Linked DNA regions of Sus scrofa: region 2 is linked to region 1. A link is a contact called in public HiChIP or PLAC-seq data. All regions are on one chromosome and are shown on one strand. Each heading gives the region's core, a stretch centred on a gene start, on an enhancer-like site or on the middle of the called end of the contact. The rest is flanking DNA. Distances are from core to core; before and after follow the strand shown. Region 1 overlaps SLC20A2 (sodium-dependent phosphate transporter 2). Region 2 holds the start of SLC20A2 (sodium-dependent phosphate transporter 2).

Region 1 (4,859 bases), core at 1,694-4,193:
ATCATACAGTTTTATTATACAGCTTTATAATAAGCATATTTTTTTTCCTGTTTCTTTTTAGGGCCACACCTGCAGCATGTGGAAGTTCCCAGGCTAGGGGTTGAATCAGAGTTGCAGCTGTCGACCTACCCCAGAGCCCCAGCAGTGCGGGATCTGAGCTGAGCCTGTGACCTACACCACAGCTCACGGCAACACCAGATCCTTAATCCACTGAGCGAGGCCGGGGATTGAACCTGAGTCCACGTGGATACTAATTGGGTTTGTTACCATTGAGCCAACGCAATGGGAACTCCACAAGCATGTATTATTTATCAAATTAAAAAGAGAAAGGAGAGGGTGTCTAGAGGCTTAAAGTGGAGTTAATTTAAGGAAACTAATATGGCCTAAAGCCTTCTTGGTTTTATAGAAGTTCATTTAATTTTATTAGATGCTAATAATGATTGTCCTATGTGAAAATTGAGAGCGGTGACCGAGTCATGACTCCAGAAGGCTGTGAATTTTTTAAAAAGTTCCATTGACTTCTCCCCCAAGTCCGTTGGATGTTCTGATCTTTGGGGGTTTGGGAAAGAATCGCAAAGATGCTTGAGGTTAGAGCTGAATCACTATTCATCATATCTTTGCTGTTCAGAAAATGAAAGAGCTTGAGATGAAAGGCCATTGAGGGGTTGGAGCGAGGTCTGGGCTTCCGAGCACCCTGTGTGGGTTCCTGGCAGCCACTGTTGGCCCAGGGACCGGGAGCGATTCAAGCCATGGCCTACTTTGCTGTCCACGGGGTGCGGGGCGGCCGTGCCTCGGCACCCTCTCGAGTGTCGTTGCTGGAAACCAACTCGAGAGCCTCACGGGAAGGCAGTTCACTATGAAATATTTTTGTCCACAACTTTGCTGTAAAAATGTCAGCTTTGAATTTTTGGAAGAAAACTAGTTTTCCCTCAGAGGTACATTGACTGAAGTGCTTTTCTCTGCTGGATTTTTGCTTTTAATTAAATTTTTACCCATGAAATTTGATTTTAATGGATTTAGTACAGTTTAGAGCTATAGCCCATAAATAACTGTCAGTCTATGTTTCTTTTTTAATTAAAGTATTGTTGATTTAAAAAATTTTTTATGAAAGTATAGTTGATTTCAGTCTGCGTCTCTTATATGCAGGCTTTAAAGTAAATTCTGATGCTTTTTAAAATTTTTACTTAATTTTTATTTATTAATTTTTTGTGTCTTTTTAGGACCGCACCCACGGCATATGCAAGTTCCCAGGCTAGAGGTCCAATTGGAGCTGCAGCTGCCAGCCAGCACCACGACCACAGCAATGCCAGATCCTTAACCCACTGAGTGAGGCCAGGGATTGATCCTCATGCCTACTAGTCGGGTTCCGTTACTGCTGAGCTACAATGGCAACTCCAATTTTAATTTTAGTTTTTTTAATTTTAATTTTTTTTTTGGCCTCCCTGCAGCATGCGGATCACACCCAGGCCCCAGCAGTGACAAAGCCAGATCCTTAATCCACTGAGCCACCAGGGAACTCCTTTCTTTATTATTGAAGTATTGTTGATTTACAGTGTTGTGTTAGTTTCAGAGGTATAGCAAAGTGATTCAATTTTATACACACACACATTATATAATGAACACTCTTTTTCAGACTCTTCCCTTATACATTATGACAAAATACTGAGCAGAGCTCCTAAACAGAAGGTCCTTGTTGATTATCTATTTTATATATACATATAAAATGTAGCGCACCTCTGTTCATCTCAAACTGCTCATTTATCCCACCTTACCCTTTCCCCTTTGGTAACCAGTGTTTTTCTAGGTCTTATAGGTCTATTTCTGTTTTGTATACGAGTTAATCCTGATGCTCTTTTGATGCCCTATTAACTTACTGAATTGCTGGAATAATTTGGGAAGATGCGAATTCTGTCCCCTTTCTGCTCCTCCCTCTTCTCTTAGGACCCACGTTCTTTTGCCCCTTTGCTCCCCCCTCCCCCCACCCTTGATTTTCATCTGCCCCCACCCCCCACCCCTTCCACCCCCAGCGACGTGAGCCCCTGATCTCCGTCCGGTTCTTGTGACTGAGAGGCCGCCTTCAGAGCCTCTTGGCCACTTCCCAGGCCAGACCGTGCGTGAAGGCAGCTGTGATGGTAAAGGTTCAAGGTGCAGGTGACCCTGTGGCTTCTTGTCTTAAGCGTCAGAAGGTCATGCAGCCGGCCTCAGTTTCTCCCTTTCGGGTGCTGGTCCTCACAGCCCCTGGCCACCACATGACCTCAGGGGAGAGCATGGGCGGGGGGCTTGGAGCAGTGCATGTGGTACCCCCTCTGCCTTTGCTGTGGGCCCCGCTCAGTGTGGATGGAGGGAAATGGGGCCTGAGGGCAAAAGTGTTCGCTCACTGAAATATTTACACATCTGGCGTTGCCATTGTGGTTCAGTGGGTTAAGAACCCTATTAGTATCCATGAGGACACGGGTTCGATCCCTGGCCTCTCTCAGTGGGTGAAGGATCCAGCGCTGCTGCAAGCTGCAGAATAGGTCGCAGATGCGGCTCAGATCTCACTGTTGCTGTGGCTGTGGTGTAGGCTGGCAGCTGTGGCGCCAATTCAGCCCTTAGCCTGGGAAACTCCGTGGGCTGTGGGTGTGGCCTTGAAGAAATAGAAAAGAAAAAGAAATGTACGTATCCCTCTCCCAAACTGCCTCCCCATCCCCAAGGCCCCCAGGGCGCGCCTGTCCTAGATCAGGTTAACATGGTGAAGCCCAAAGTAGAGCAGTTAACAATTTCACCAACAGGAGGAGCCACAGGGGAAGTGGCGAAACGCCTTCAGAAACCAAGTACGTGTAAGCCTTAGTTGGCATTGCCGTTGGCTGATCAGTTTGGCGTTGGTAGTTTACAGCCACCACTCAGGGCAGCAAGAAGCCACCTCACAGTGGTGCTTTACCACCAGGACGCTGACATAAAGATGGAAAACAGAAGCAGGAAGCTGTGGCCACAGGCGTGGCCAGTGAGGTCAGATGGAGTAGTTTTACGAGCAATTCCAAGCCGCGGATCCTGGGACAGAGCCAAGCTGGGGCCAGGCTGCCAGTTCCTCGGTGCAGCCCCACGTGGGGCCATTGCTTCTGGAGTCACTGGAGGTTTGAGGACAGAGTGGCCTGGCCACTGAGTATCTGTGCCCACCAGTGACCCAAGCTTTATTATAGAAAAATGATAAATAATAATAGTTTTTTTTTCATATTTATGTATGCTAATCCTGACTTCCCATTTATAGTATTAAGTACCTCTTCTTCCTCTTACCATTACCAGAATGTCTAGTAATACCTTAACTGAGGAACTTTGAGTTGGCCTAAACATATAAGATGGTTAAGGAGTTTCCTGGTGGCCTCGCAGTTAAGGGCTCAGCATTGTCACTGCTGTGGCCTGAGTCACTGCTGGCATGAGGTCGATCCCTAGCCCTCATGGGCGGGGGGGCTTGGAGCAGTGCATGTGGTACCCCCTCTGCCTTTGCTGTGGGCCCCGCTCAGTGTGGATGGAGGGAAATGGGGCCTGAGGGCAAAAGTGTTCGCTCACTGAAATGAACTTCCACTTGCTGTGGGTGGGTCAAAATAAAAAGGTTAATGGTGTAACAAAGCGTGCATTATGAGTTATTTACTCTAAGAGCAGAGTTTTAAATAGTTTACTCCTTTCAATCTTTTTTTGAAAATTTGAAAACCTTTTTTACAAGTTTAAAAGAGTTGAGGGATGGAAGTTCCCCTTGTAGCTCAGTGGTAACGAGCCCAACTAGTATCCATGAGGATGCAGGTTCGATCCCTGGCTTCACTCAGTGTTAAGGATTCGGTGTTGTTGTGAGCTACGATGTAGGTTGCAGATGTGGCACAGATTCTGTGTTGCTGTGTCTGTGGTGTAGGCTGGCACCTGTAGCTCCAATTGGACCCCTAGCCTGGGAACTTCCTTATGCTGCAGGTGCAGCCCTAAAAAGCAAAAAAAAAAAAAAAGTTGAGGGGTGGTGGGTTCCCCCCGCCCCAGGAGTCATAGACGTGCCAGGCCCTCCTGAAGGGCAGGGCAGTAAATCAGACCCACTGTTCTCTTTAAGAGCAATTTACGAAAGTATGTGTTTATTAGAAATTTTTGAAATTAACAGTACAAAAGTCTCTTCAGTGAGATGGGAGAGCCCCCGCCAGGGTCCATCTCTCTGCAGGAGTAACCACGGATTCTCTCCAGAACTTTTCTGTCTATTTGCATGTGTGGTAGGAGTGAAGGCATCGGGTGGTTTTCTCTTCCAAGCATAAATTGGATCGCCCTACACATACCATGACCCAGCTGGCCTTTCTTTTTTTTTTTTTTTAAGTTTATTTATTTATTTATTTATTTATTTTGGTCTTTTTGCTATTTCTTGGGCCGCTCCCGCGGCATATGGAGGTTCCCAGGCTAGGGGTCGAATCGGAGCTGTAATCTCCGGCCTATGCCAGAGCCACAGCAACGTGGGATTCGAGCCGCGTCTGCAACCTACACCACAGCTCACAGCAACGCCGGATCATTAACCCACTGAGCAAGGGCAGGGAGTGAGCACTCAACCTCATGTATGCTGAGCCACGACGGGAACTCCGAAGCCGATCAATTTTTAATAATTAGCTTACTCATCAATGTAAATACCTATCCACAGGGATAGTTGTCGCAAATACACAGCTGTGGACCCCAAACATCTAGCACATTTTTCTGGGTGAGAGTTGTATTAAACGCAGAATCCAGGTGATCCACTCAGCTTTGGGGAGTGGCGAGTGTGTTGATGTGCTTGCTGTCTGGCCTCTCAGAAGCGTCCAGTGACAACCCCGTGTCGCCTTCTTCCCCCAGTGCTGGGCCTGGTCCTTCCCATGTGGGCGATC
Region 2 (4,859 bases), core at 1,349-3,848, 91 kb before region 1:
AAGATTTGCACTGAGGGTAGGCCTTTCCTGCCCTCCATCATGACCAATGGCAGCACTCTGTAAGGCTGTCAGGAATAAGCAATGGTCTTGTTCAAAGTTATAATCCAGATCATGGCTCCCATGTGGCCTGACCTATGACTGGTCCCCTTCCACCTTGCCACCGTCTAACCAAGGACACATACACACACCTGCTGAGTGGTCTGCAGACCATGAGTGCCTTTGTCTGGAGTCTAAGGCAAAATGCCTAAGGGCATCACTCTGGTTCATTCCTGGCAAGTTAACTAATGTTTCAGCAAGATCACCATGTGCTTAGGATTGTCATTCAGGGCTTTCCGGAGAAAATTGAACTTTTTTGGACATACCTTTCCTGTAAAGTCATCCTTGAACTCTTTCAGTAAGGAGATACTAGGATGCTGAACGTAAGTATCCAGAGATAAAGTTGACAAGTATGACAACTAGGGCTTGATTTCATTTGACAAACTTTTAGGTAGAGAACAAGAACTCTTCTTGGGCTCAAGTGACTGTTTCATAAGGTTTTTTTTTTTTTTTTTTTTTTGTCTTTTTGCTATTTCTTGGGCCGACTCCCGCGGCATATGGAGGTTCCCAGGCTAGGGGTGGAATCGGAGCTGTAGCCACCGGCCTACACCAGAGCCACAGCAACGCGGGATCCGAGCCGCGTCTGCGACCTACACCACAGCTCACGGCAACGCCGGATCGTTAACCCACTGAGCAAGGGCAGGGACCGAACCCGCAACCTCATGGTTCCTAGTCGGATTCGCTAACCACTGCGCCACGACGGGAACTCCGTATCATAAGTTTTAAAACAGTTTCCTGATTTGCAGTTCCTGATACCATGTCTATTTAGGTGGTTCAATTTTGAGGATCACTTGTCAGCAATTAGCTCTCAAAGCTTTCCTATCTTGAAACAAATTCAGATAAGAATCACTTATAGAGCTCCAAGAGTGTCTTTCAACACAGCCCAACTCCTAAGTGTGATTTTCTTGCAGTCCTCTGAATCCCTAAAGGTTTGAGTTCCTCAAACGGAAATGTATAAGCTCACAGGGCTTCCACTAAGACGAAGGAAATTAACATTTGAGGGCGCCTGTGCTGGCAGCGCCCGCATTCTCTGAATTTTCACAACCCGCCTGCTGGGAGGCACTAAAGTTCCATTTGGCCGAAGACCGGGGATGGTGGTGGTGGTTTTGCAACTTGCCCAAAGCCGTCGAGGCCAGGGTATGGAGGGAAGTGTAGTCACATACCTAACCCCCAAACGTGAACGCTTCAGGCCCCACCCAGACCCGTGACACCCCCAGGTCCTGGAAAGAAGTGTGGTGAAGCAGGCACCTCGAAATCCATCCCCCACCCCCGTGTAAGCGGCCAGGGCAGGAGCGGCCTGGGCGCCGGCGCCCGCAGGCTGCACGGTGCGATCCTAAAGCGCGTCCGCTAAACCCAGCGGTCCCCAGCCAGCCCCGGCCTCGCGCTGGGGAGACCGCGACTTCCACCTCTCCATCCGCGTTTCCGGAACTCGGAGCCTCCCTACTCCCTCCCGCCTGAGAGGCTCAAGCGGGGCGCAGCGGCTGAGAGGCCCGGACGCCGGCGGGCAGTGGGCCGGGCACCGGGCTGGGGGCGCCTGCCCCTCCCCGTCTCCCCCTCCCCCACAAGCCGGGGCGGGGCGCACGGCGGGGGCGGGGCCGGACGGGGGCGGGGCCGGGCGGCCGCAGGCGCGGGGCGCGGGTCCACTCACGCTGCTCGCTCCGCAGGCGGCGCGAGGCTGGGCTGCTCTGCTCGGGGCTCCTTCCCCCGCAGTTGCGGCCGGACGCGCGGAGCCGGTTACCGAACGGACCCGGACGACCTCTGCTTCGTCATTTCCTGCCGGCCCGTTGGCTTCCGGATGGAACAAGGAGCCAGGTCTTTCCCCCCCGCCCCCCTCTCAGGGTTTGAACCGGAGAAGCGCAGCGACGGCCCCGGTGCCGCCTCCGGGCGCGTGAGTGGAGCCCGGTTCCCTTCCCTCCCCCGTGGCGCGGCGCCGGCCCCGCCCCCGGCCCCTCCCCGCCTCCCGGACCCGTAGCTACCCCGGCCTGCTGCTACCTCGGGGCTCCAGGGCGGTGGGTCTGGCCGCCGGCTGGAGGTCCACGTGGGTCCGGCCGCGGCGCGTCCGAGCGGGCCGGGAGAGGGGCCGGGTCCTCCGGGAGCGCAAGCAGCTTCCCGTCCCGCCTCGGCGCTCCTGGGCGCCGCTACCCGCGCGGGAGAACGAGTGTGCCTTGGCCCACGGTCGAGATTTAGCTGGAAACGCAAAGATTTTCTCTTTTCGTAATGAGGGCAGAGGGTTACTTTTAGTATTTACTTAGGAAAGCACGTGCTCTCCACACTTTTGCTGCACTTTTCTTGTCATAATAAATGATGCGTGCTGAGAGTATTGAAGTGTTTTAAAAACTGGATGTGCCCAGGATGCTGTAGTATTATTGTTAAAGTGACTTTGGGGTATTTAAGATTTGTGTGTGTGTAAAGAGTTGAAAAATTCTAGCTCGAGACAGGTAAAGAATTTATGTAGGATTTCAGCATCAGCATTGAAGTAATCCGATTTCAGCGGTTGGCGTAGCCTTGCAAATAAATGGCCACTTGTTCACGTGCTCGAGGTCTTAACTATTCATTTTGAGCGTGTTCTCTAGGATCAGCTGACTGCTGATTATAATTCATACTAGACCTTGTAGAGGTTGTATCCTTAATTGACAAGCAGAGATTAGAGCTAAGATTTAACACTCTACCCTTAGCAAGTTTTCTCTGCTTCTTTGTGGATCATTCTGTTAAAATTAAACTCAACTCTTCTGTAGAGGAAGAGCATTCCTTGGTATATAACAAAAGCTTTATTTTTAGTAGTAACATATTAGCTTATATATAGTATGTATATATAATCATATATGTAGTTTTGTAACTATTTAGTACAACTCCAAAGTTGGAAAATTAGAATCAATAATAATTGGGTAATGTTGAGTACCTACCGAGTGTTTGCCAGGCCTGTGCCATACTTTCTTTCATTTAATCTTCCAGATAACTTTTTGCATAAACATAGGTTGTTCAGAAATATTTGAGTACACGAGTTGATTTGAATGTGTCCAAGTGTGGAATATGTACATTAATTACTTCTGTTTCTGTTTTTTTTCAGTTTTTTTTTTTTTTTTTGTAAAATAAGGGTGTTGGCAGTATATAATGACTCAGAGAGTAAATGAATGTGTTTTTCAAGTTGGAAGAGGGCTTTACAATTACATGGAAGGGCAGTCAGTCCCTTCATTAGGGTATTCAGTAGTTTCCAAAGCCCTGTGTCATGTCTCTTTATCCAAGTTGCCATTACGTATCATTGTCACGCAATGAACAGGCCAGGCTTAGGACACTGGATAAAGGTAAATGTTGGGAAAGCCTTAATGTCCCCTTCTGAAAGGCCCCCTCTTTCCATATTTAGTTTCTAAGTGACATTCTTAATAAGAGTTAACAAATGACAGTCAAGCAGGAAGAGTAATTTTCTAGTACCAAACCAAGGAAATAAAAAACAGTGAATTGGCTATTACTTCTTAACATACCTGTGAATGTTAAGAATCTTGGGTAATCCATGCTGTAGGAGTTCTACCTGATTTTTCAGTTTGCCTTGAAATGTCTTCAACATATTCCAGTCCAGTATTTTGTGCATTAACAAGTTAAGTTTTTGGAGTTCCCCCCCATGACGGAGTGGGTTAAAAATCTGATTGCAGTGGCTCAGGTCACGGTAGAGCCCTGGGTTTGATCCTCGGCAGTGAGTTAGGCTGTTGGTGCAGCTGTGGCGGAGGTGGCAGCTGGGGCTTGGATGTGGTCCCTGGCCCAGGAATTTCCACATGGCATGGGGGTGGCCAAAAGAAAAGAAAGGAAAAGAAAAAGTTAATTTTTTGACTGGATTTAATTGAGTAGTTTTGACTTCCTTAATCCAGAAGTTTTATTTTGACTGTGTTTCCAGAGATACAGTTTAATGATGTATGGAGGAATAACAGTGATGAGAATGATGGTGGGATCCAGCAGTTGCATCTTGTGAGAGCAGAAATAGCTGAGAGAACGTGCAGAGGATGAGGGAGGGAGGTGCTTGGAAATGTGTCGTATTTGCGGTTGGAGCGTATTTTCAGATAGTGCTCCATCACTGGAGGAAGAGGATTGAGAATGCTCTGCCGGTTAGGATTTTACGAGAACCTTCTTTGACCTGAAGGCATTTTCCCTGGGGAGGGGATGAGTGATTTGTCATCAGTGGAAGGATGTAGGAAGCAAAAGCTGCATGCATGTCTTTTCCGTGGAGTTACTATTTCCACCCATCGTGACTGATTCTTGCCACCACATGCATGTTCAGGCACATTCCTAGTAGAGATTTGATATTTGTGGGCAGCCACTAGTAGGAGAAGGAAAGAAGAGAAAGGGATGGCAAGTGACAAAGCACAGAGCTTTGGTTAATAGGCTTTCACTGGGGCACAATTTAGCGGCTGCGCCTCCACAGCCTCTATTATGAAAACCGTTCTGATAATACCGACTGTGTCTATAACTCTCTTCTATGTATCTGGAAATATGGAGAATCAACCTTTGAACATGCCTCAAGGAACAATGGAACACACTTAGAATACAGCCTATGACAAGTTTGTCATTTCTCATGCCAGCCATTTCTGTACATTTGTCACTTTTGGAGGCCGGGGTGACAGAATGCCAGCCTTGGCTCGTGTGTACGAGGCATTTAAACCATGTCATGTCTCACCAGGTTGGAGAACAGGTCCTTCTTCCTTCCTCCCTTCAGAACTCGGCTCTCAAGTGGGTGCCCTTTTCAGCTCCTGGGGTGCAGGGGCCTTTTCTGGGTC

Evidence for each region. HiChIP or PLAC-seq counts read pairs in DNA pulled down with a chosen protein or histone mark.
Region 2: a contact with region 1 is called in an H3K27ac HiChIP or PLAC-seq map of alveolar macrophages. The contact joins the promoter of SLC20A2 here to the enhancer-like site in region 1. A contact is called at or near these places in 4 of 47 Hi-C or Micro-C datasets (alveolar macrophages, embryonic fibroblasts, heart right ventricle and 1 more) and 2 of 2 datasets of contacts at active chromatin or transcription factors (alveolar macrophages and skeletal muscle).

Annotation. Positions count from the first base shown.
Region 1 is chr17:11,456,430-11,461,288 of Sscrofa11.1, reverse strand. It overlaps SLC20A2 (sodium-dependent phosphate transporter 2), which reads left to right. Exons shown (of 12, transcript XM_021078067.1): 7 at 4,828-4,859. Among named protein-coding and RNA genes, the nearest start is that of VDAC3, 46 kb to the right of the region's middle. Within about 2 kb of position 2,943, at least 6 of the 83 cell types and tissues checked have an H3K27ac peak or open chromatin away from gene starts, as enhancers often do. A contact at or near this core is called in alveolar macrophages, where this site is marked.
Region 2 is chr17:11,547,362-11,552,220 of Sscrofa11.1, reverse strand. SLC20A2 (sodium-dependent phosphate transporter 2) reads left to right here and starts at 2,598. Exons shown (of 12, transcript XM_021078067.1): 1 at 2,598-4,859. It overlaps SMIM19 (small integral membrane protein 19), which reads right to left and starts at 2,314. Exons shown (of 4, transcript NM_001190223.1): 1 at 2,089-2,314.